Regions from separate parts of the Mus musculus genome. Here regions 1, 2, 3, 4, 5 and 7 are each linked to region 6. Evidence: chromatin contacts called from public promoter capture Hi-C data. All regions are on one chromosome and are shown on one strand. Each heading gives the region's core, a stretch centred on a gene start, on an enhancer-like site or on the middle of the called end of the contact. The rest is flanking DNA. Distances are from core to core; before and after follow the strand shown. Region 1 holds the start of Plekhd1os (pleckstrin homology domain containing, family D (with coiled-coil domains) member 1, opposite strand). Region 2 overlaps Plekhd1 (pleckstrin homology domain containing, family D (with coiled-coil domains) member 1). Region 3 holds the start of Erh (ERH mRNA splicing and mitosis factor). Region 4 holds the start of Susd6 (sushi domain containing 6). Region 5 holds the start of Ccdc177 (coiled-coil domain containing 177). Region 6 holds the start of Rad51b (RAD51 paralog B). Region 7 holds the start of Srsf5 (serine and arginine-rich splicing factor 5).

Evidence for each region. Promoter capture Hi-C pulls out the DNA fragments that hold promoters and counts their contacts. Capture Hi-C pulls out chosen DNA fragments and counts their contacts.
Region 1: a promoter capture Hi-C map of the SN4741 cell line shows a contact between it and region 6, with 3 times the contacts expected there. The contact joins the promoter of Plekhd1os here to the promoter of Rad51b in region 6. A contact is called at or near these places in 7 of 39 promoter capture datasets (the SN4741 cell line, embryonic stem cells, hematopoietic stem and progenitor cells and 3 more), 3 of 115 datasets of contacts at active chromatin or transcription factors (astrocytes, large pre-B cells and pro-B cells) and 2 of 9 other capture datasets (adipose tissue and liver).
Region 2: a contact with region 6 is called in a promoter capture Hi-C map of pre-B cells, with 6 times the contacts expected there. The contact joins the enhancer-like site here to the promoter of Rad51b in region 6. A contact is called at or near these places in 8 of 39 promoter capture datasets (the 3T3-L1 cell line, the C10 cell line, embryonic stem cells and 5 more), 3 of 115 datasets of contacts at active chromatin or transcription factors (astrocytes, embryonic limb bud and large pre-B cells) and 1 of 9 other capture datasets (adipose tissue).
Region 3: a promoter capture Hi-C map of pre-B cells shows a contact between it and region 6, with 6 times the contacts expected there. The contact joins the promoter of Erh here to the promoter of Rad51b in region 6. A contact is called at or near these places in 18 of 39 promoter capture datasets (the 3T3-L1 cell line, 3T3-L1-derived adipocytes, the C10 cell line and 12 more), 8 of 484 Hi-C or Micro-C datasets (CD4 T cells, CD8 T cells, double positive thymocytes and 4 more), 19 of 115 datasets of contacts at active chromatin or transcription factors (T-cell acute lymphoblastic leukemia, astrocytes, bone marrow-derived macrophages and 14 more) and 4 of 9 other capture datasets (adipose tissue, liver, macrophages and 1 more).
Region 4: a contact with region 6 is called in a promoter capture Hi-C map of liver, with 5 times the contacts expected there. The contact joins the promoter of Susd6 here to the promoter of Rad51b in region 6. A contact is called at or near these places in 7 of 39 promoter capture datasets (the 3T3-L1 cell line, cranial neural crest, hippocampal neurons and 3 more), 4 of 115 datasets of contacts at active chromatin or transcription factors (astrocytes, cardiomyocytes, large pre-B cells and 1 more) and 2 of 9 other capture datasets (adipose tissue and liver).
Region 5: a promoter capture Hi-C map of liver shows a contact between it and region 6, with 4 times the contacts expected there. The contact joins the promoter of Ccdc177 here to the promoter of Rad51b in region 6. A contact is called at or near these places in 10 of 39 promoter capture datasets (the C10 cell line, cranial neural crest, embryonic stem cells and 6 more), 5 of 115 datasets of contacts at active chromatin or transcription factors (astrocytes, bone marrow-derived macrophages, cardiomyocytes and 2 more) and 1 of 9 other capture datasets (liver).
Region 7: a promoter capture Hi-C map of adipose tissue shows a contact between it and region 6, with 4 times the contacts expected there. The contact joins the promoter of Srsf5 here to the promoter of Rad51b in region 6. A contact is called at or near these places in 6 of 39 promoter capture datasets (cranial neural crest, frontonasal cranial neural crest, hippocampal neurons and 2 more), 3 of 484 Hi-C or Micro-C datasets (B cells, CD4 T cells and CD8 T cells), 4 of 115 datasets of contacts at active chromatin or transcription factors (astrocytes, cardiomyocytes, microglia and 1 more) and 3 of 9 other capture datasets (adipose tissue, liver and pancreatic islet).

What each region holds. Positions count from the first base shown.
Region 1 is chr12:80,692,235-80,695,336 of GRCm38.p6, forward strand. Plekhd1os (pleckstrin homology domain containing, family D (with coiled-coil domains) member 1, opposite strand) reads right to left here and starts at 1,718. Exons shown (of 3, transcript NR_037995.1): 1 at 1,711-1,718; 2 at 1-226. It overlaps Plekhd1 (pleckstrin homology domain containing, family D (with coiled-coil domains) member 1), which reads left to right and starts at 367. Exons shown (of 13, transcript NM_001177503.1): 1 at 367-793. The coding sequence starts at 645.
Region 2 is chr12:80,714,071-80,716,899 of GRCm38.p6, forward strand. The region is part of intron 6 of Plekhd1 (pleckstrin homology domain containing, family D (with coiled-coil domains) member 1); the gene reads left to right. It overlaps Gm51986 (a long non-coding RNA gene), which reads right to left. Exons shown (of 3, transcript XR_003950208.1): 2 at 2,257-2,375; 3 at 170-544. Among named protein-coding and RNA genes, the nearest start is that of Gm51986, 3.9 kb to the right of the region's middle. Within about 2 kb of position 1,416, at least 11 of the 459 cell types and tissues checked have an H3K27ac peak or open chromatin away from gene starts, as enhancers often do. A contact at or near this core is called in pre-B cells, where this site is marked.
Region 3 is chr12:80,642,411-80,645,617 of GRCm38.p6, forward strand. Erh (ERH mRNA splicing and mitosis factor) reads right to left here and starts at 1,701. Exons shown (of 4, transcript NM_007951.4): 1 at 1,354-1,701. The coding sequence starts at 1,356. It overlaps Slc39a9 (solute carrier family 39 (zinc transporter), member 9), which reads left to right and starts at 1,805. Exons shown (of 7, transcript NM_026244.2): 1 at 1,805-2,566. The coding sequence starts at 2,471.
Region 4 is chr12:80,789,029-80,791,814 of GRCm38.p6, forward strand. Susd6 (sushi domain containing 6) reads left to right here and starts at 1,504. Exons shown (of 6, transcript NM_178682.4): 1 at 1,504-1,787.
Region 5 is chr12:80,758,946-80,762,047 of GRCm38.p6, forward strand. It overlaps Ccdc177 (coiled-coil domain containing 177), which reads right to left and starts at 1,770. Exons shown (of 2, transcript NM_001008423.2): 1 at 1,452-1,770; 2 at 1-581. The coding sequence starts at 553.
Region 6 is chr12:79,295,866-79,298,614 of GRCm38.p6, forward strand. Rad51b (RAD51 paralog B) reads left to right here and starts at 1,417. Exons shown (of 11, transcript NM_009014.3): 1 at 1,417-1,467. Zfyve26 (zinc finger, FYVE domain containing 26) reads right to left here and starts at 417. Exons shown (of 42, transcript NM_001008550.1): 1 at 361-417.
Region 7 is chr12:80,944,121-80,947,039 of GRCm38.p6, forward strand. It overlaps Srsf5 (serine and arginine-rich splicing factor 5), which reads left to right and starts at 1,379. Exons shown (of 8, transcript NM_001079694.2): 1 at 1,379-1,552; 2 at 2,456-2,600. The coding sequence starts at 2,475. It overlaps Gm20337 (predicted gene, 20337), which reads right to left and starts at 1,279. Exons shown (of 3, transcript NR_045057.1): 1 at 617-1,279.

The sequences.
Region 1 (3,102 bases), core at 468-2,967, 1.4 Mb after region 6:
ATCCAACGGCTAGTCGAGACGTTTAAAGCCGGAGTTTGGAATGGCAAGCGCAGTTCCCTAACACCACTCCCACGCCCAGAGGCGAGCAGGTGGCAGCGGAGTGACTCCTGCTCATCACTGACCATACCTGGCCAGCGTTTTGATGAAGGCAGGACGGACCACAAGGAACTGGGGGAGCGTTGGGCGCCTGAGTGGGGGTGGGGAGGTGTAGTGGCCAAATCCCGGGCTGAGTGACCGACCAGGACCCTGCAGACTCACTGAGCTAGTTCCTGCAGTAGGCGCCAACCCTGATTGGCGCTCGCTGCCGGCCTGAGCCGCTCACCTGCCACTCCCAGCCAATCCAGGCTACCAGAATTGAGGCTGCAGGCACGGGAGGGGAGGAGGGGGGTGATGCTGCGAGCCTGCGGCGGAGCTGCCCTCCCCGCGGAGTTCCCTCCCGGCCAACAGCGCTCTGGAGCTTCGCCCCAGCCGCTGGCTAAGCTTCCCGCGCCCCTCCGCTCTCCGCTCCGCTCGTCGGGATACGCGCCCCGACGGCGTTCCCAGCTGCCTGCACTCGCCGTGCCCACTGCTTCCCACTGTCCTCCCTGTCCCTTCCAGTCCCACGAAGGGAGTGGGCCCGGCCAGGGCACAGTCTTCGAGATACGATGTTCACATCCAAGTCCAACTCCGTGTCGCCATCGCCGTCCCTGGAGCAGGCGGACGCGGACGCGCTGGACATCAGCACCAAAGTGCAGCTCTACGGGGTTCTGTGGAAACGGCCGTTCGGGAGATCCTCGGCCAAGTGGTCCCGGCGGTGAGTTGTGTCCCCCGCGTCCTGGGAGACCTCCCTTCCCCACCCCTCCCTACCCCGGGAGGGAGCCCCGAGCTTCAGGACCCCTCCCACTCATCTAGTCACCGCCCTGCCTCAGCCTTCCGCTGTGACCTTGACCTGCCCAGCCAGTTTCTCTCTATGCTGTCCCCCACCTGGAAGATGCGACTTTAATTGGTCGCTAGAGCTAGAATGGCCGGTAGATGCCGGGAATTCTCTGTGGAATGAACTAAGTCGCGAGTCCCAAGTGGCGAGGCTGCATGTGGGCTAGAGATTGAGGTTAGGTCGGGCCAGTCTGCAGAAGGAGAAATCCCATCCCAACCAGATTCTCCAGAGACCTCCACAGCCAATTCCATCCCTTGGCCGAGGCTTTAAGTGGGCTGGGAAATGGGCGTCTCTCTCCTCTATCCTTTCACGCATCCTCAACCTTACATGGTATTTGAGCAAGCCCGACCACTGCCACTCTGAAGTACTCGGGAGAAAGGAGAATCACAAACCTTCTCTAAGGAGTTGTGTTGGAAACTGTGCCCTGACATCACTGAAGTTAGAGTGGGAGAGAGGATATATTGGTCCTGTCCAAAGGACTGGTTGGGAGGGGGTGTTGGGCAATCCTTGCCCTATTATCAGCACGAGGCTCTCTGCCCCAACTCCAAAGGAAAGCCCAGATGCCAATAGGGCTTTCTATGGCCATGACAAGTGTTGGGAGAAGGGGCACTCCCAGACCTGGGCTTGCAGGAACCTCACAAAGCTGACTGCATGTGCACTAGGCCATTTTCTACACAGCTTTTATCATTAAGTCAACACAGATTTCCTGCAGTGTCTAGAAGACTCAGACTTCGTCCTGGTCCCTCCCTGGAGGGTATGAACATTCTTGGAAGCACAGCCCCCTCTCCCTCCCACACCTTGAGTCTGAAGGCCTCTGATGTTTTCAGGGCTGCAGATCACGTGTGTGTGGTAGTGGTTAGTTCTGATCAATTTTGATGAATAATTTAATATTCCTGTAAGACCTCAGGACAAATGGAGGTGTGGATGGGATTTCATGTTTTACAGAGCTGGTTTCATACACTTTTATTACTTCTGCCTGATTTCTCTTGGGGACTTAATGGATTACAGACCCCCTTGAGTGCCTCCCAAGTTGAGTTTTCCTCTGATGTTTTAAGTGAAGGCTCTGTGCAGAGTGAAGATTATATGAGAGACTCACAGGGCTGAACTGTCTGATGGCAGCCACTGAGGGCCAAGAACATTCTGTCTCTGCCACTTGTGTGTGTGTGTGTGTGTGTGTGTGTGTGTGTGTGTGTGTGTGTGGTGAGTGCAGAGGTAGGGGAGGGGAGGGGACGGGAGGGGTTATTGTTGACTCCCAGCAGAATATCCTGAGCACTACTGTAGGCAGCCATCTCTCTCCATTGGGTCTGACTATCCCAGGTACTCTTCTGAGTCCTCATTTAATTTAAGACTACCCTGCCAGGCATCTTCACCCGATTGCATCCGGTATGTGGTAGGTGCCAGGCTGAGTGTCCTGGCTCCCTGTATGGGGTTGGGGGCGGGTGAGCCTGGCTCCTGCATAAACAGTTAATTTGAGGCTGATAGCCCAGGGCACTTGGAGTTGGGGCCCCAAGTTTCCAACAGCAGTTCCCACAGCGGCCCAAACCAAACCAGTCAGTCTAAGTCAAAACAGTAACTGCAGGACCAAGTTAGTTCTGTGTCCTCTGAAAGAGGCTGTCACCTCTGTCTCAAGAGCTTCCTGTGCAGACTCTCTCTCCTCTGGGTCTCAGAAAACCTCCTACCTGCCAGCTCTAGGTCTTTGTTCACGGCCCCTCCTCTGGGAGGATCACCTCCCCATCCTCCATTTCCCCTTGAGTCAGTAACAGCCAGTCAGAAAGTCTGGGTACAGAGGAGTGATGCACAGCCAGCCTCCTCTTGCTGCCCAGTAGGGCCTCTGGGCTCCACTTTCCCATTTGTGAAGTGCAGTCTCTGGACCTCAGATAATTAGTGACCACAGGAAGGCTTGGGACAGAGCAGCCAATGCCCTCCACTGCAGAAGCTTGCCATTAGAGAAATCAATGCCCTAGTGGGCAGCTGAGGGGAAGAGGCCTGGAAGGGCTCCATGCTGCATAAATAACCACTGGGCAGGATGGAACTGGCTGCGGCTGGCTGACTTCTTTCAAACTCTCCTCCTCGGGTCTGTCTTAGCCGGAGCTCCCAGTACCCCACCACCTCTACCCTCACCTTTCTCAAACAGCAGTAGGAGGATGCTCTCATTGTTAGCTTACTTTCCTGTGGGCAAAGGGAGGGAA
Region 2 (2,829 bases), core at 166-2,665, 1.4 Mb after region 6:
ACTTGGTAAATAGATGTAGCGTGAATGAATAGAACTATAAGAAAAAAAAAAACCTCTCACCGGGCCATTTCCTGGAATTGCATTGAGCCTGTAAATGGCTTGCAAAGAATCCTCTCTGTGCTAAGTCTTCCCCTCTCTGCTGCATTCCTTTTATGAGTATAATTAGTTTTATTGAGGACAAGAAATCATGACCTGTGAAGCATGGCAAGCAAGTTGTGTTTAGCTTAGAGGACAAGAAACTTGGGAAGAGACTTTTTTTTTTTTTAATTTCACTTAAATACTTGAAGGGAAAGAAATTAGCCTTGTTTGATGGCCCAGGGAGAAGTTGGATTTGGTGAGGGAAGTTGGCAGGGAGGCAGATTTGGCCTGAAATAGAACTGGTGGGCCACATGGGTTGCTTGCTTCTCCAAGAACACGAAGAATAGCCTGGAATGTCCAGGTGCTGCCCGCTGGCCTTGGCCCCGCCAGTCTTCTGCTTGCCTCGGCGCCACCTGCTAGCTCTTATTATGTGGTCTGGGATCCACAGGTCTCAGAGACTTAGACCCTGGAAGAAAGCGTGATAAAGATCAGGAGTGAAGAGAGGGATCCCTCAGAGGTGACCTGAGGCACCGGGATAGGAGCAGAGACTTATTGCATGAATGGTCAGATCTGTGTGTGAAGAGTCCCACAAAATCTCTCCATCACTCGCCAATGCTCCTGTGTCTGTGTCTCTCAGAGACTGAGACCCAGAGCTGGTGCTGGGGTGGGTGTGGAGGGGGCGGGGTGCTTTTTGTTGGTTTTTCAAAGCGGAAACAGACTTTCTGACTTTTCTACCCTGAGAGTCACTTAAGCTGAGCTTGGTCACCTGCTCGCAGAAAACCATTAGGGGATTTAAGCATCCGGTGGAGACTGAACTTCCTTTAGAGTTGCTTTGGCCCTGGAGGGCTCTGGTTCGTCACACCCAGTCTCCTGGCCCCTTTGAGGCAGCAGCAAATGCTTCCTTGGGCACAGCTACTCATTGACACAAGTAGAAACATCTTATCACATATGTTTAGGACCACCGAGTGGAGAAGATGTCAAATGGCTGGGCTCTTTTTAATTGACCTGCTGTGTTCAAGGTTACTTCCCCCTCCCCACCCCCAGACAGGGTTTCTCTGTGTAGCCCTGGCTGTCCTGGAACTCACTCTGTAGACCAGGCTGGCCTCAAACTCAGAAATCCACCTGCCTCTGCCTCCCAAGTGATGGGATTAAAGGCGTGTGCCACCACGCCCGGGGGTTACTTTCTCTTTTGGGTTTTTGGAGGCACAGCCTAGCATCTACTGGTGCTTGAGTTGCAGGGAGGGAAGGCCTGAGTTTCAGACACTGACTGACAGTTCAACCAAAGCTATTCCAGTGTGGTTATTCCAGGGCAAGGGAAGTGAGCGGGGAGCGGCTGGGCTGCGAGCTGCAGTGCTGGGGAGCTTTGCAGGGAGGTGAAGCAGGGCTGTGGGTGGAGTCCTCCGAGGAGTCCTGGGTGAGCATGGGACCTGTGAAAGCCATCCTGGGGCTCGGGTCCTTGTGGCTAGTAAGCTTTATGGGCCTTTCAACAGCTCTTACTGACAAACTGATAGCAGACAAACACTGCCAGAGGAGATCCTCTCAAGTTTGTTGACTCTGGGGCCAGAGAGGCTGTCAGCACCATGCGTATTAAAGCAGAGCTTCATATTCCTGTTTTTGTTGTTGTTGTTGTTCTTCTTCAGTTGTAAAGAGGGGTGTGTGTGCAAGAATACAAATTTGATCTTATTTATATTCTGTCTATATAAGACACATCAAATATAGATGATATAGGCTAGGTCATGGCTTTTGCAGTAACCCAAAGCCCCCACATGCCCATGGCTTTTAACAGCACAAATGTGTTTTCCCACACTGCTCTTCGGCTGGCTGGAGCTCTGGCTCATGTGTCCTCATTCCTGGAGACCCAGGGACCCATACCTATGCCAGGGATAAGGGACCAGAGCCCGTCACACATTGTCTTTTCAAAAGATATCTGCTCATTTTCTATCAGCTTCAGCCACTGTCATGAGCTCAGCCTCCTATATTTAGTGTACTGTAGCCGCGCATGTGCTCAGGCGCATCAGAACTCCAGGGAGCAGCAGAGGCTCTGAGCACCTTTAACAAACAGAAGCAGTTTGTGCCGTTACTGATCTAATCTTCACTGATTAGATGAGAAGTAACTTTTTTGGGTAGGAAACCTAGGAGTGGGAATTGAAACCAGACTCTTCTCTCTATAATTTATACCTCTTTGTATCTCTTCAAAGCCAGCGGCAACCACTGTCCATAGGCAGGGCCACTCCCCGTGCAAGGACTCCATTATGCTTGAGAACAAAGCCCCCAGGTGATTAGGGAGTCACCAGGAACTGGAAAGTGAAAAGCAGACGCAAAAACAATGTTACCACAACATAAAATGCACAGAAACAAAGTAGTTGACATAAAAACACTGAGCCAAACTTCAGGAAGCTGATCCCTAATCCCACTTCTACTGACCCAGGGAAAATAGGACCCCTAGCCCAGAGGCTCCAACCTGCTGTGGGGGAACATGCAGGTGGCCTGGCTTCCCTAAAGGGACTGGTTTGGCCCCTTGGGACCTGTCCTGGGCCACGTGACATTTCCACTCCCACTGAGGAGAGGGAAGCTGTAGACCTGACTCGCATCAGCCTTGAGATAAAGAATACCTTAACTCTGACTCTTGGGTTGGAAATAGCTTGTCTTAGACAGTTTACCTGATGCCACTCAGTGTCCTGGAAATATAGACTCCACGTTTTTGTTATCAGCATCTGTCTGCCTGTCTGTGTTCCATTCTTGAGGCATAAC
Region 3 (3,207 bases), core at 451-2,950, 1.3 Mb after region 6:
GTGAACAGTGTTTTGTTTGTTATTAATAGCCAGAGAAAGCAGGATGTGTTGTGTAGGGGCTCATAAAAGGCCAGCTACTCAAATGGTACTTTTGTTGTTGAGAAAATTAGTCTCATGAAAGCCTATTTGCATTTTTGTAATGGCTCATCCTAGACAAGCTATTCATTCTTTGCCACATTTTTAAAAATTTTAGGCAAATTAAGGAATAACTTGAAATAATATTTGAAAACTATAAACACACCTGCTCCAAATATTTCCCTTTTGTTTACTTAAAAATAAGAGGGCATAAGTACTGGAGACATGGCTCAGTGGTTAAGCCCACGAGCTGCTCTTCCAAGGGACTGGTTTTCAATTCCCTGCACTCGCACGGTCGCTTACCATCACAGGTAATTCCAATCCTGGGGATCGGACGCCCTCTTCTGTCTGTCGCAGGCACTGCATGCAAGTGGCACACAAGACATGCAGGCAAATCACCACACACCGAAAAGGAAGATCCCCAAAAGCAAAACAACAACCAGAGTGTTGATGGCTCAGTGGTTAAGAGCACGTGCTACTCTTACAGAAGGCATGAGTTTGGTTCCTAGCACCCACATCCTCCGCTCACAACCGCCTGTTCTAACTCCAGACCCAGGGGATCTCATTCCCTCTTCTGGCCTCTGAGGGCTCCTGTACTCACGTGCAAGCACAGACACACAACTTAACAAATAAAACAAAAACCTTCCCTGCCGGATTTTGGGACCAGGACCCTGGAGTCTCTTTTCAGGCTCCACTCCCAGGAGAATATAAGAAAGAACAAGATCGAAGGCTGACAAAATTGGCAAAACAGGGCAACTAAGGATACTGAAAAAGGAAAAATACTTTCTTTTTTGAAGTTCGGGGGTTAGGGGGCAGGCTGAGGCAGCACACTGTAAAGCCAATCCGACCCCCTAAGGCCGACCTACGGAGAACCGTAAGGTGACGGGTGTGTCAGTTTCAGGAAACGTCTAACACGTTCCCCGGCCATTGTTCCTACAGTCGGCTAGTGCATCTGATGAGAAATGAACGGCACCCCACACCTCCCTCTTCCAGGCAGCGATCGGCAGGGAGGGCATCGTCTGCCCACCGCATACCTCGCCCCCCACCATCAGGCGGGAGGCGCGCAGCCGCAGGGAGGAGGATCAGGTCCGGGGCCTACGGGCAGGCCCCGCGGCTCAGCGCCGGGAAGGGGAAGGGTCCACCCGCGAGCCGGGGGGAAGGGGGCGGGGAGCAGCTCCCTCGCTCGCGCTAGAAGGGCAGGGGCGGGAAGGATGGGAAGATGTACCGAGCAGGGGTGGCCCTCTAAGTTGGGGACCCCGGCAACCGCTAAGGACTCACCATCGCGCCAAACGCTCTTGCTGCAGCCGCCGCTAACACCTCTGCTGCCGCACACGAGCTCAGCCGCAACGCCGCCAACAGCCAATCCCGCGAGAGCCGCCGCCGGAAGTCGTCGAAAGCGCGACGCAAAAGGAATCTTTCAGACCATAGAGAGACACACGTTTCTGGTTTCTAGAGTGGATACTGACGCTGTTTCAGCCATCTTGGTTAAGGGCGCCGGGATGGGTAAGAGACTCTTTCTCCGCTTTAGGAAGAAGAGTTCGTTTCGGGATTCTGCCTTCTGTACTCTAATTAACTGACAGGCGGCTAAAGTGATGGGGAATACAACAGCGACACCAGTCGTCTTTTTTTTAAGCCTTTCTAAAAAAATGGCGGCAATATAAGGACCTGGCCGATAGGTCGGTTGTAACCCGGAAGTGCCCTGCTAAAGAGGAGGCTGTGAGACAATCCGGAAGTGGGAGTAATGAAGAGGTGCCACTTGGCGGCCATGGCAGCTGTAGTATTGGCGACTCAGGGTCAGGGCCTGGCTGAGGGAAGTACCATGGGTAGCACCGGGTGTAGGGCAGAGACAGCATCGTGTCGACTTTGCTGTTGAATCCTCCGACCCAAGTGAGAGACTTGCAGGACATCTTGCCCGACTCTAGACTCGGAAGGTAGTTTGCTGGGACTGGTGGGCTGGTCCCTTCCCTGGGGGCGTATCACCTGCGGTGCCACCCCTAGGAACAGGTACAGCGTGCGAAGAAGACACTTGGCTTTACCCCTCTTTCCTACTGCTACCAGGGGCCTTGTCTAGGAGCGGGTCGTCGTGACACTCTCATTCCGACGATTGAGGTCTCTTTCAGCACAATTTCTCCATCTGTGACCGACCGGAATCTCAGTGGCTGGCAACCGAGTACCTAAGATTGCGCGAAGTTTTCTCTGGTGCTAGAGTCAGCAGAAGGAGCTTGCTTCTTAAGAGAGTGGCGTGCTTCGAGAACACCCCGGCTGGTGGCAAGGCTGAAAGAAGTGGGCAAATTCCCGTTTGCTTGGAAGACCACGCGTTTAAACAGCCTAAGCGCCTTTCGAAACTGCTGGAATCTTAAAGCCTGGTGGTAGAGGGTGACTACGGGAGGGCAGAATGGATGACTTTCTCTCCATTAGTCTGCTGTCTGTGGCAATGTTGGTGGGATGTTACGTGGCCGGAATCATTCCTTTGGCTGTTAATTTCTCAGAGGTAAGACGTTCTCCATTGTCTGCCAAGCGTTAGGATGATGCTAGACCTAGCTATATTTGCAAAGAAGCTGTTTCTCAGCTCTAAGGTCTCATTAAGGAAAAGATGTAACATTTCACAGTAGAAACAAAGCTTGTGTTCAACCGTATACATCTTAACCAAGAATGGTAGATAGATGATACACTGGAGAACCTGGAGTGTTCAGAATCCTCTGAAAATTATATACCCCCACGACCACCAAAAGTTGGGGCTCTGCATTTTTCAAGAGACAGGAACCACAGTTACATTTCTGATGATTCCTGGAGGTTTCAAGAAATCAAGATATCAGATAAAACCAAATGGAGACTTACTATTTCACTGAGGTGAAATCAGTATAACAATTTCTGAGAAAAATCATGAATGTTTTTGGAGAAAAGCTTAGGATGTCAGCACTACAATCAGTGTGAGAGAAAAAAGCTACAGTAGGTTGTTATTATCATTTCCTTTCAAAGAAGCCAAGGGCTGGAATGGATATTCTGAGATTATTTTCAAATCTCTTTGTTTAGAGATAAACTTTTTGCACGCCTTTAATCCCAGCTCTGGGGAGGCAGAGGCGATAGATCTCTTGAGTTTGAGGCCAAACCTAGTCTGCAATGCAGGATGCA
Region 4 (2,786 bases), core at 254-2,753, 1.5 Mb after region 6:
AGAAAAAGAAGAAGAAGAAGAAAGAAGAGGAGGAAGAGGAAGAAGAAGAAGAGGAGGAGGAGGAGGAGAACTGAGAAGAAGAAGAAGAAGAAGAAGAAGAAGAAAGAAGAGGAGGAAGAGGAAGAAGAAGAAGAGGAGGAGGAGGAGGAGAACTGAGAAGAAGAAGAAGAAGAAGAAGAAGAAGAAGAAGAAAGAAGAGGAGGAAGAGGAAGAAGAAGAGGAGGAGGAGGAGAACTGAGAAGAAGAAGAAGAAAGAAGAGGAAGAGGAAGAAGAAGAAGAGGAGGAGGAGGAGAACGAAGAAGAAGAAGAAGAAGAAGAAGAAGAAGAAGAAGAAGAAGAAAAAGAAGAAGAAGAAGAAACAAAAAACTCCAGTAGATCCTAGGTAGGGCACTTGCACAGATAAAAGAAAAGGCTGGGCATGGTGGGGCACACCTTTAATCCCAGCACTTGGGAGGCAGAGGCAGTCGGATCTCTGAGTTCGAGGTCAGCCTGGTCTACAGAGTGAGTTCCAGGACAACCAAGGCTACACAGAGAAACCCTGTCTCGAAATAAATAAATAAATAAATAAATAAATAAATAAATAGAAATAAAAAGAAAGAAAGAAAAAAAAAAGAAAAGGCTAACAGGCCTTCTTAATTTATGAGTCACTGATTTTCAAGGAGTGCTTCAACATTTATTGAGCACCTCTAAGACAGGCCAAGTACCTAGTACCAAGTACCTAGGCACAAAGAGATAGTTCCTACTGTCATATGGCCACCCCTCTGTAGTGAGAGTCACTGTTAAATGGATGCAGCTGACCAGTGCTCAATTTGCTCACCTAAGACGCGCTTGAAAGCAATTCAAGGAGGCTCAGAAGCAGAGCAAAAAGCTAGGGGCCAAGCCTGCAGCTCTAGGTTCCCCAGGCCTCGCTGGAATGTCAGTTTCCTCCATTTAAGATCTGCCAGGTGTTTTTGAGTGCGCAGAAATAGCACTCAGGGACACCCATTAAAAAGATTCCTGAAGCCCACCCCAGCGTTATAGAATCAGAATGGCCTGATCTACATTTCCACCCCCACCTAACCCCCTCGGGACACTTTTGAGATAGTTAAGTTACACACCCTAACCTAGAGTACAGCTTAATAGGGAGATAATAACCTGCTTTGAAGATAGGTCAGGCAAGCGATTCAAGACCTAAATGGGCGACGTGTGTAGAAGAGGCTCTTAAACAACAGTATACTTCCTTGCAAATGACAGTAATTAAAACATCCAAATAATAACCAAACAATAACAGTAAAAGAACCGGAGGGCCCTCTAGGAAGGTGGCTTAACTAGAGTATTACAGCCAGAGCAGTTCGAGTGACTGTCTCTTTAAGGTTCCCTCCCCCCGCCGCCAGGGGCGTGTCAGACAAGGTCAGAGGCGCGTGCGCGTGACTCCTCGGGGCGGTCGCAGCGGCGCGACGCCTGCGCTTGTTGCGTGCGTGCCTGACCCCGCCCAGGCCTCGTCCCTGCCCTGCCCCCTCTGCGGGGCCTCCCCCGCCCGCGTCGTACAGCTGGGCCAGTGACGCTGGCGCAGCCGTCGCCACCGCCGCCGCGTTCCATCCTCAGGAGCCGGCCACCGCTCGCGTCCTCGTCCTCGTCCTCCTCCTTCGTCAGCGCCCGGCCGCGTGAGCCAGACCAGGGCACGCGAGGCGTCGCGGGGGACCCGACAGGGAGTGCAGGCAGGCGGGCGCGCTCAGCGGCGGAGCGGGTTCGGCGACGCGGGAGCTGCTAGCGCCCCCTTTCCCGGAGGTCTCGGCGCCGCTCCCGGGTGAGTTGTCACCGCCGCCCGGGCTGGAGGGGCCGGCTTTGTGTCAGCGGCGCGCGGGGCCGGTTGTCAGGGCACTGGCGGGCAAGCACTTCCTCAGGGACGCGGGCCTTCTGCGCGGCCGCCTGCTACCGCGCCGGCCGGTGTCAGCACTGCGAGCCGCGCGGGAGTAGCCGGGTCGGGCCGCTCCGAGGGCGGCGGCGTGGTTGTGCCGGTGCCCGAGAGCGGAGAGCAGATCGGGCTCGGTGGAGCGCGCTGCAAGGCGGAGGCCCTCCAGTCCAGCGAAGCCGCGGTTCCGCACGGCGGGACCGGCTTGGCCGAGGTGGGTTTCCTGAGGAAACCTTGCAGCCGCTCGCCTGTGCGCGGGAGCGTTCTGGAGCCCCAGCGCCTGGTCGCCTCTTCAGTCGCAAAAACTTTTCTTATTATGTGGGCTGAAACTTGCCGAACCCATTTCCTGTTTTGTTTCGGTTTTACTGTAACTACATATAGACTTTCTTACTTGTGAGACTGATGGTCCCTCCCGGGACAGCCACCATGGTGGAAAAACTTACCTGTAACGGAATTGGGAGGGCAGCAAGGCCGGGGATCCCAAAGAGGCATTAAGTTCATTGGGAACTTTACATTAGTTCAGCAGAGGCCCAATGTTGTTGCCACACACTTCTTTGGTGACAAGGTAGTGTGCTGCCCTTTGTTGCTCTTGTTGGTTGGGGTTCGAAGAGAGGTGCGGGGACATTATCCTTTTCAGTTAAGCCATGGGTATTTAGTCCTTTCTAGATCTGCAAGATCCGCAGTGACTTTCCACTTTTCACTGGTCAATCGGTTTTTGGTGTTAGAATCCCTTTGGTTAATAATAATAATAATAAAATCACACATACACACACACACACACACACACACACACACACACACACACTTTTGTGCTCTGGGAATTCTACACCCAGGCTGTCACCATCTAGTGGAGACTAGTAGAGACATGCCCTTGGCTTTGACTTCTTAGTTTTC
Region 5 (3,102 bases), core at 520-3,019, 1.5 Mb after region 6:
CCCCGCTCAGGGCCGAGGCTGAGGCTGAGGCTGAGGCCGAGGCCGGGGCTGCCGCCGGACCCTTCGGTGTGAACAGGCGCCGCTTCTCCTCGCGCATGATGCGCTCGCGCTCGGCGCGGCACTGCTGCAGTTTGGCCAGGCGCTCCGCCTCGTAGGCCTCGTACAGGCCGGTGGCCACGCGCATGGAGCGGCCCGGGGCCTCGCGCACCAGGTCGGCCAGGGCCCGAGGCAGCAGCTCCACGGGCTTGACCGCGCATCGGGCGCAGGCCTCCAGAGAGCGGGGGCTGGTCAGGACGTAGCGGCTGCCCTCTGCCTCGGGGCAGGCGAAATTGAAGAGATCGAGGTGCAGCAACGGAGACTGCTCCCGACGTCCACCTTCTGCCCCGCAGGGGACTTCAGCCTTACGGGGCGCCGCCGCGGAGGCGGAGGCCGAGGAGGCAGCCGGCTGCTGGGCTCCCTGGGCATCGGGGGGCTCGGACGCTGTGGCCTCATCCCCTTCAGAGCCACCGGGCTCCGCTCCCTCTTTCTCCTCTTCTGGCACCGGGTCCACCATAGCTGAACCTCGTTCTTTGTTGGAGTCCCTGAGATGACAGAGGGGCGGGGGGACATAGAGGATCTGTGAGCTGTTCCTCCCTCCTCAGCCATATTTACCCCTCCCAACTTAATCCGATTTCAGATTAGGCTCAGGGGCCTGATGGAACGTAAATCCTAAAACTGATGCCCCAAAAACTCAGGCTGGGCAGTTGCGGTGGGGGGACGCTGGGCCTTAGACAGCAGCCTCAGTCTCCCTCAGACCTAGAATGCAGGGCCTTTCAGGAGACCACATTGGCGTGAGGCCCACTAGCTGCATCCCCTTCCTGCAAAGATTGAAGTGCAAGGAAGGCTGCAGCCAGCGAGGGAGGCGCTGGAGGATTCCCCGGAGGATTAGCTATTTGTTTGTAGCTTAGGCGGGCTGCTGGGATGCAGCTTTGCAAGAACACAAAAGGGGAAGGGGCCTGTGCATGCCAAAGTGCATTGCTGCGAGGGCCCCAGTTGCCTAGGAAGAAGTTTATGGTTGATTTCTCTCTACCAAAAGGACCCGGAGCGCAGGGCCCCCGGGAGATGGAAGGGCTGAAAAGAGTCTCCAAAGGCTTCTCCGAGTGGAGTGATGGATTCTTTCTCCAGCCTCTCCAGCGGGGCTTGCTGGGAGCTCTCTGCCTTCCTCTTCCTCCAGCCCCCACCCGGTGTTTGCTCAAGATGCACAAGGCACCTGAATCCTCCCAGATGCACCCGATCTCCAAGGCCGAATGTGTAGTTAAAGGTACCATCAACCCCAGTATGGTGGACTCAGACATCAGCCGCTGATGCTCACCAGTTTCCGCACCGCATCTCAGGGGAGTGGGCTCTTAGAGCGCCGTAAACCCTGCCGCTCCATTCTGGGAGCTGCTAGGTCTCCGAGCGGGTTCACTTACCCCAGGTCCGGGCTCCGGCCCCCTTGCCGAGGGCTTTTGTTCGCCTCTCGCTGCTCTCCCCGGCGCCTCTTCAGTCCCTGCGCCGGCGGGGTCGGGTTACTGCCGGCTGCAGCAGCCAGCGTCTCTCCATGGGAGACTACGAACTGGGAGCACACATCCCAGACGCTACCTACCCGGGGGAGGGGGAGTGCGACAAAGTCTCCCTAAAATAACGTAGCTCTGCTCCCTTGCTCACAACTGATTCTTAAAAAAGGAAGCTGGGTTCTTCCCTCGCCTCTGCATCCATCTCCACCTCTACCGCCAAGGTACCGCAGGTCTCTCGCTGCTCCTGGCGCCTCCTGGTGGCCACTTAAGGGTATTCATTTCTTTGCTTAGAGGACGACAAAGCAATTAAAAATACAGTAACTACACATGTATGCATATAAATGAATGCATGCATACATACGTAATACAGAGAGATGTGGACATAGCAGTTATCACCAGAAATCTAGTCTTTGGGCACCTTAGGCGGGTACAATGAAGGAATCAGTATATTTCTCAAAGGGATCTTAAGCAGACCAACAAGTCAGCAAGTAATTGGGTAGAAAGAGGGCACCTGGTCCAAATAGTGATTTTTATTTATTTAAGGAAAGCTAAGATGGGAGAACGAATGAGAACAAAGAATGATGCCACATTATGAAATTGCCATTACCTTGTTTGCTCACCTAAATAACTAAAAACAGTCGACAAAAACACACGGGTTCAGGCGGCAGAACACAAGTGACCAGCGGATGCTGCTTCCGAGTCGCTAGTTTCATACGATGAGACTGATCCTGATCGATGCCATGTAATGAGTGCTTTTTGATGACACCTCATCCTACCCTTCCATCGTGAGTGGTAGTGGCCAAAGACATCCCAGATTAGAATCCTCCAAGGAATGGGGGGGGGGGGGAGGTGTAGCATTAGAGAGTGTGGTGAACTATGATGCTAAAGAATCCGAAGGGCTGGTTGGTGGTGATGCCCGCCTTTGATCCCAGCACTCAGGAGGCAGAGGCAGGTGGAGCTCTGTGAGTTCAAGACCAGCCTGAGCTACAGAGTTCCAGGACAGCCAGGGCTACACAGAGAAACTAAACAAGCAAACAAAGGAAACCATGAGGGGAAAGTAAAGTTTTTGTTTTGTTTTGTTTTGTTTTGTTTTGTTTTGTTTTGGAAAGGGAAGGTTTTGAACAAGGAAATAATGCCGCAGATAGACTTTTTAGGAACATAACTCTAGCAACAACAGGGCAAGGCCCAAGAGACTAAGGAAGCAGTTGGGGAGGCACTGCAGGTACCCAGCACAGGGAATGTTGGAACCAGAAAGGGAGCGGTGGTAGGAAAGGAGGAAGGTGGGGGTTTGTAAATACAGTGGAAGGAACCACACTCAAAGCTTGGCTCTAGTGTGTGAAGTGAGGGATCAAGGATGGCTGCCTGGAGCAGTGGGATGCTGAGACAGACAGACAGACAGACAGACAGACAGACAGACACGGAAAGCGTGGATCCAGGAGGGAAGATTAGCTGGTATGGAATGCCAGTTATGGGCAGTTGCCCCTCTCCGTCATTAGAGTAGGACCATCCAACAGGTGGCTGGTTAAGTCATACTAGAGGTCTGGACTGGAACTAGATCGAGGATGTC
Region 6 (2,749 bases), core at 167-2,666:
TTGACCTGTTACTATCTCTTTTTGAGAGCCGTCTCTTTCTCTAAGGGGTGTACCTCATCTTCTACCGCAGACCTCACATATAACAATCTTAATATTTTTGCTAGCCTGGGGTGCAGACACATACATTTACTTCCGCATTCCCTCCTGAACATTTTGTCAGGCTACAAATCTCTAGGTTGGTGGATGCCTTGGTAAGGATGAAAACTCCCTTGGTTAGAGCCTTCTGTTAAGACAGAGGCTAAAGATTAGGGGATCAATCTGGGACTGAACTGTGGAGCCGGGAGGCTGGGGGACAGGGATGCTCCCCCTAGCGGGGTCGTGGACAGCACCCTCGCAATCTTCCCTGCGCCTTACACTCACCTGCTCCGGGAGTCGAATGCATTTTCCCGTCCAGAGCAGCCATGTTTGATCCCGGTCAGGTGACAAGTCCCATTGCGAAGAGTGGTGGAACGGGCGGCGATGACGAAAGAGAGCGCCACTCTTATTGGCTCAGGAGAAGCAAGATGCAAATCAAGTGCCGTGTTTGTTTGAATCACGTGATGCCACCTGATTGCTACGGGGACTCTAAGGAAGAGTTAGATCCGCTAGCTACAGGACTGAGGACTCTCCCTAATTATGATTGCTCCTTCTCGCAACATCCACAGTTATTCATTTCGGGGGAGCTGGGGCCAGGAATATCTGTGTTCCACGCTCCGTACCCGCCACTGTTTTGTTTTGTTTTTGATGTCAACATTTTCTCCGTGCCAACCAGTGATAGATGATAGGTTAGCCACAGGAATTCTGGATCTTCCTGTATCATTATTCTATCTAATTCTATCGTGTGTATATCATATATAATTATATATCCATCGAAAGACTGAGGTCGGTACAAAGGAGTTGCAAACGAAAACAAAGAGTGAGCAAAGGCTTTTCACAAATCATGTAATCAAGTCAGTTCTTAAGTTTATTAGTTTTTCTTAACGCAGCTGTTTTAAATACGAAACCTACTTGACTTCTTTTATTTTTTCAACTAAACTGAGTGGTTCTTTTTCAATGTATTTTAGTTTGAGACGCTTTAGTTAGTATTTCCCGGACATTTTCACCATCTAAATGTGTTGAACAGTGCAAAGGAAACACAAAACTCTCATCCCAAAACGGGAATAGGGCATATTGCCCACCCTTTTTCCAACCCCTCAGCCCCCCAAAAGAACCTTCTCTGGCCCAGGAAATAACTTTAAAATGCGATTCACTGAGGAAAAGAATTTCCAGTCAGGGTTTTCCCTCCTCTACATTCGTCTTGAAAGGTTCCGCTCCTCGATTTAAGCAATCACTACAAAGGAAAAATTTAATTAGATTAACCTTCGAGACTGAACTACAATTCCCAAAATACAGCTGGGCTAACCCGAGATTTTCCTGCTTCTGATTGGATAAGTCGCCAGAGTACCAACCAACCAGAGCCCCAGATGTTGCTGCTCGCACTTTTCGCGGGTAATTGTGTGAGGGTGGGGGAAACTTTGAAAGTTCCACGCTGCTGACCTGGTACTGGAGTTTTCTGAGGGGGCAGTTGTGGGGAGGAAGGTGTGTTCATTATCTTGTGCTCCCTCTTGGAGCCTGTGGCTGTTGATACCGGGGTCGCGGAGAGTCCTGCGTGTTGAGCACGTACTCTGTAACGGGGCTCGTCCCTGGAACCCGGACGGGGTCCTGGAGCTTCCGACTTCCTCTAGGGAGGCGAGTGATGCTTGTAAGGTGCTCTGTTTTATTAGGAAGTTTTGCGTCAGGTTTTCTAACTCTTGATACTTCTTCCTCCGCTCTTGGGCAAATTAGGCATCCGGGCAAGTTTAGGGACTGTCAAACTTGTGGTGTTAAGAGCGCGGAATCTGGAGTCAGATCTCTGGATTCGAATGTTGGCTCGATCCCTTGGCTAGTTCGTGTGTTTATTAAAAACATCCGAAGCATTTAAAACTAGTGTCTGGCGCATAATAATGGCCCAATAAATAAATTAACCCCTCAGCCTCCTCAAAATAGCTGGGTTTTGTTGCTTCACTATTTTTATTGAGCGCCTAACAGAAATTCAGTCTGAGATGCTGTCTCCTCTGTCTCGTACGCGCTTACGCACACATCAGGAAGAAAGAAAAGCATACACTATAATAACGCACAGATCAGATTAAGGAAGAAATAAGTGCAAAGTGTGGAGATAGCACTCGAGAGGAAGTGACTGGTTGGCGAAGGGTTTGTGTGGAGAAATATGTGTTTGAGTAACCTAACCTAACGTTGTGGATAGTCACGTTAGAAGAATCACATGTCTATAATGAGTGCCTACCTTGAGCGTTATGCACCAGCTCTGGAGTAGAAATTAGAATCACCGTTGTTTTACACATGAGGACAACTTTGCTCGAAAGACAAGAGCTAAGTAAGAGATGCCCTTTTCAAGTTGAAAAAAAATATGATTGATCATAAAAGTTTGGAAGTTGTCATATGATGGTCCCATGAAGCATTTTAAGCAATGAAACTAACTTTTAAGGGAACTACTTTTAGTAGGATTGTGACATGCAACCTAATTTTTTTCAGACCAATTCGAGACTTCTCCCTGTCTATCTCAGTAGCACGTGCACATAGCAACTACAATACCTGTCACATAAATGTAGTTACTTGAATATATGTCTCTTCATTCTTCAATTGTAAGTATGCAAAAGGGAGGACATAAGCTTAGCATAGCATGTGCTTAATATTGGTGAAAGAAACAAATGAATAGAGAATGTTATATTTGGAG
Region 7 (2,919 bases), core at 129-2,628, 1.6 Mb after region 6:
ACTCTATTCTAGGTACATCTCAAAATCTAGATGATGCCTTAGGTTACAGATAAAAATATTAAAGAGAAGTAGCCTTTTTCACAACAACAACAGTCTTTATTGTCAATGTTTCTAGACCTCCCAACCTCACTGGGGAAGGCTGGATAGAGTTACCGATGTGGACTGCTGTGTATTACATCCATGCTGGAAGCATAAACTCTATTTCTCAATAACTGTTGATTTCGACTCTTTTTTTTTTTTTTTTTTTTTTTTGGTTCTTTGACTCAGGGTTTTCCTGGCTGTCTTGGACTTTGTAGATAAGGTAGGCCTGGAACTCACAGAGATGATTAAAGGCTGAAGCTACCACCGTCCACCTAACTATTGAGATTGAGACCTGGACAGAAAGGAATGGACAATGGCCAGTTGGATTTAGAAACAACTTGAAATCTTTCCCAGCTAGCTGAGCCAAGATTGGCCCTAGGGATTCAATATATAGGAGCGTTTTTTGTTTTTTTTTTTTTTACCCACAGTACCAATTTCATTATTTCACCACGTGAAATCTCTCCTTTAGTAGAAAACAATTCAGTTCCTTAGGCTGATCAGAACAAAAACCACAACACTGAAAGAATTCACTTACTTGAGCCTCAGAGAACCCTCTCTCTCTCTCTTTTTTCCGAGGCAGGATTTCTCTGTGTAGACCAGGCTGTCCTGGAACTCACTCTGTAGACCAGGCTGGCCTTGAACTCAGAAATCCTCCTGCCTCTGCCTCCCAAGTGCTAGGATTAAAGGCGTGTGCCACCACGCCCGGCTAAGAACCCTCTCTTGAAGGACATTGATAAGTACAATTTGCAGAAGAGGCTAAAGAGAGAAAGAAAGAAAGAAAGAAAGAAAGAAAGAAAGAAAGGAAGGAAGGAAGGAAGGAAGGAAGAAAGAAAGAAAGAAAGAAAGAAAGAAAGAAAGAAAGAAAGAAAGAAAGAAAGAAAGAAAGAAAGAAAGAATTGGACCTGGTGCTCGGGCCAATAATCCTATCACACTGAAGGCGGACCGGCTGGATCGCTGAGCTCAAGGCTAGCCAGGACTGCTTAGCGAGACCGACTATGTAAATGAATTTTTAAAAGAAACAGGTGATTTTTGAAAAGCCTGGGTTTCTTGGTAATCTTCGAGGGACCTAAGAAAAAGTTTAAATACATCTTTTCGTATCCAAAGAAGTGTCCCGGTGTATCCTGCCAACTGAACGAACGTTTCTAGTCCTCCCACCACCCACTGCTCTCGCCAGGGGTCGCGGTAAGGAAGCCCCGCCCTACTAGAACTTCCGGCTCCCAGGAACCGTCTGTCCTCAGCTCCAAGTGGGCGGTCCCCGAGCTTCTGGCACCGCCCCGGAAGTGACGCCAGGACGTCCCTTCCATTTTGTGCAACGTCCGAGCTGCTAAGTGCGTCAGTTGTGGAGAGACTGTAGACGAGTTGGGTTCGTGTGTATGTGTGTTGTGTGTGTGTTTGTGTAGGGAGGCAGACAGCTCCGTCGCAGACTACGGACCTCTCCGGGGTCTCAGCCGCCAAAGACCCTGTCCGGTAGGTGAGTGGCACGCTTTGAGGGCAAGGCTTCTCGGATCGAGGCTTCTTCATGGCCGCTCGGGTCGCAAGTGGCCGGGGCTTCGCTCTTTGCGGAGGACGGCGACTCAGAGAGCGCAGTTGATTTGAGGTGGGCGCTGGGGCACGTCTCCCTGTGGGTGTTGCGTGAGGGGGACACGAGGCGGAAGGGCGGGCGTGGGGAGGGCGTTTGTGTCGGGAAGCAGCGCGCCCCTCCCTGCCGCCCTTAATGGCTCTCATCGAGGCCCGGACGCCGGGGAGCCGGCCTGGCCCAGGGCAGCTTAGGGTTTCCCCCCGTGGGCCGGCGCAGGCGCAGCGCTCTGGGCCCCGGGCTTGCCCGTGTCTCGGGGGCACGCAGCTCGGCTCGCTACGCTCCTCCCCCCCCCACACCCCGCCGCATACTTCGGCCGTCGCCATTTTGTGCTGCGAACGCGCCCCGTCGCCCACTGCGCAGGCTCGGTGGTGGCGTCGCGAGATTCCGGCTTGTGACGCGCGGGGAGGCCGCGACGCGGGCGCGGCCGGCTGCTATTGGACCAGGCCTGGCAGAGGGCGGGCTCGGCTCCGCCCGCATTTCTCGGCCTGGCCTTAACTGCGGCAGATGGGAGGGGAACCCCGGGATCCGGGGACAGCGTGTGCGGCTGCGCAGTCTAGAAAGGTGGCTACTGGCGTTGTGGTGGGCTGCCGTGTGGAACCTGGGAAGGGGGTCTTTTGGAGAGTTAAGTTTTAACTTGGAATTTGAATGTGGTGGTCGTGAACGACTTAAAAGGTACATGGCGACCTTGTTAGTAGAGTTGGTAAACGTGGGGTGTGTTTGACTGCTTGACTGAACATCCCCCACCCCCATGGTGTCAATCGTTGATATTGTCTCGATTCAATTACTGCCTAACAGGAAACACTAGCCGGGCATCATGAGTGGCTGTCGAGTGTTCATTGGGAGACTAAATCCAGCAGCGAGGGAGAAAGATGTGGAAAGATTCTTCAAGGGTTACGGACGGATCCGAGATATTGACTTGAAAAGAGGTTTTGGTTTTGTGGTAAGTACTTGAAACTGAGTTGAATTATCTGTCGAGAAGTTAGGTAACTTTGTGGTGGTGACACATGCCTTTGGTCTCTGGCCCTTGGGAGGCAGGGGCAAGCCAATCCACAGAGAAACCCTGTCTCCAAAAAAAGAAAAAAAAAAAAAACAAAGTGGGTAGAGCTCTTGTGATGAGCATGGACTCTGAGTCCATGTGAATTGTTTTCCCAGAAAGATGTTAGAAGTGGCCAAGAAGCAGTGGCTTCTGTTAAGAAGTTAAAGTAACTGCTGGCTGGAGTTGATTCTCAGTCATCCCTAGCTTAGGGTTATAGTATCTG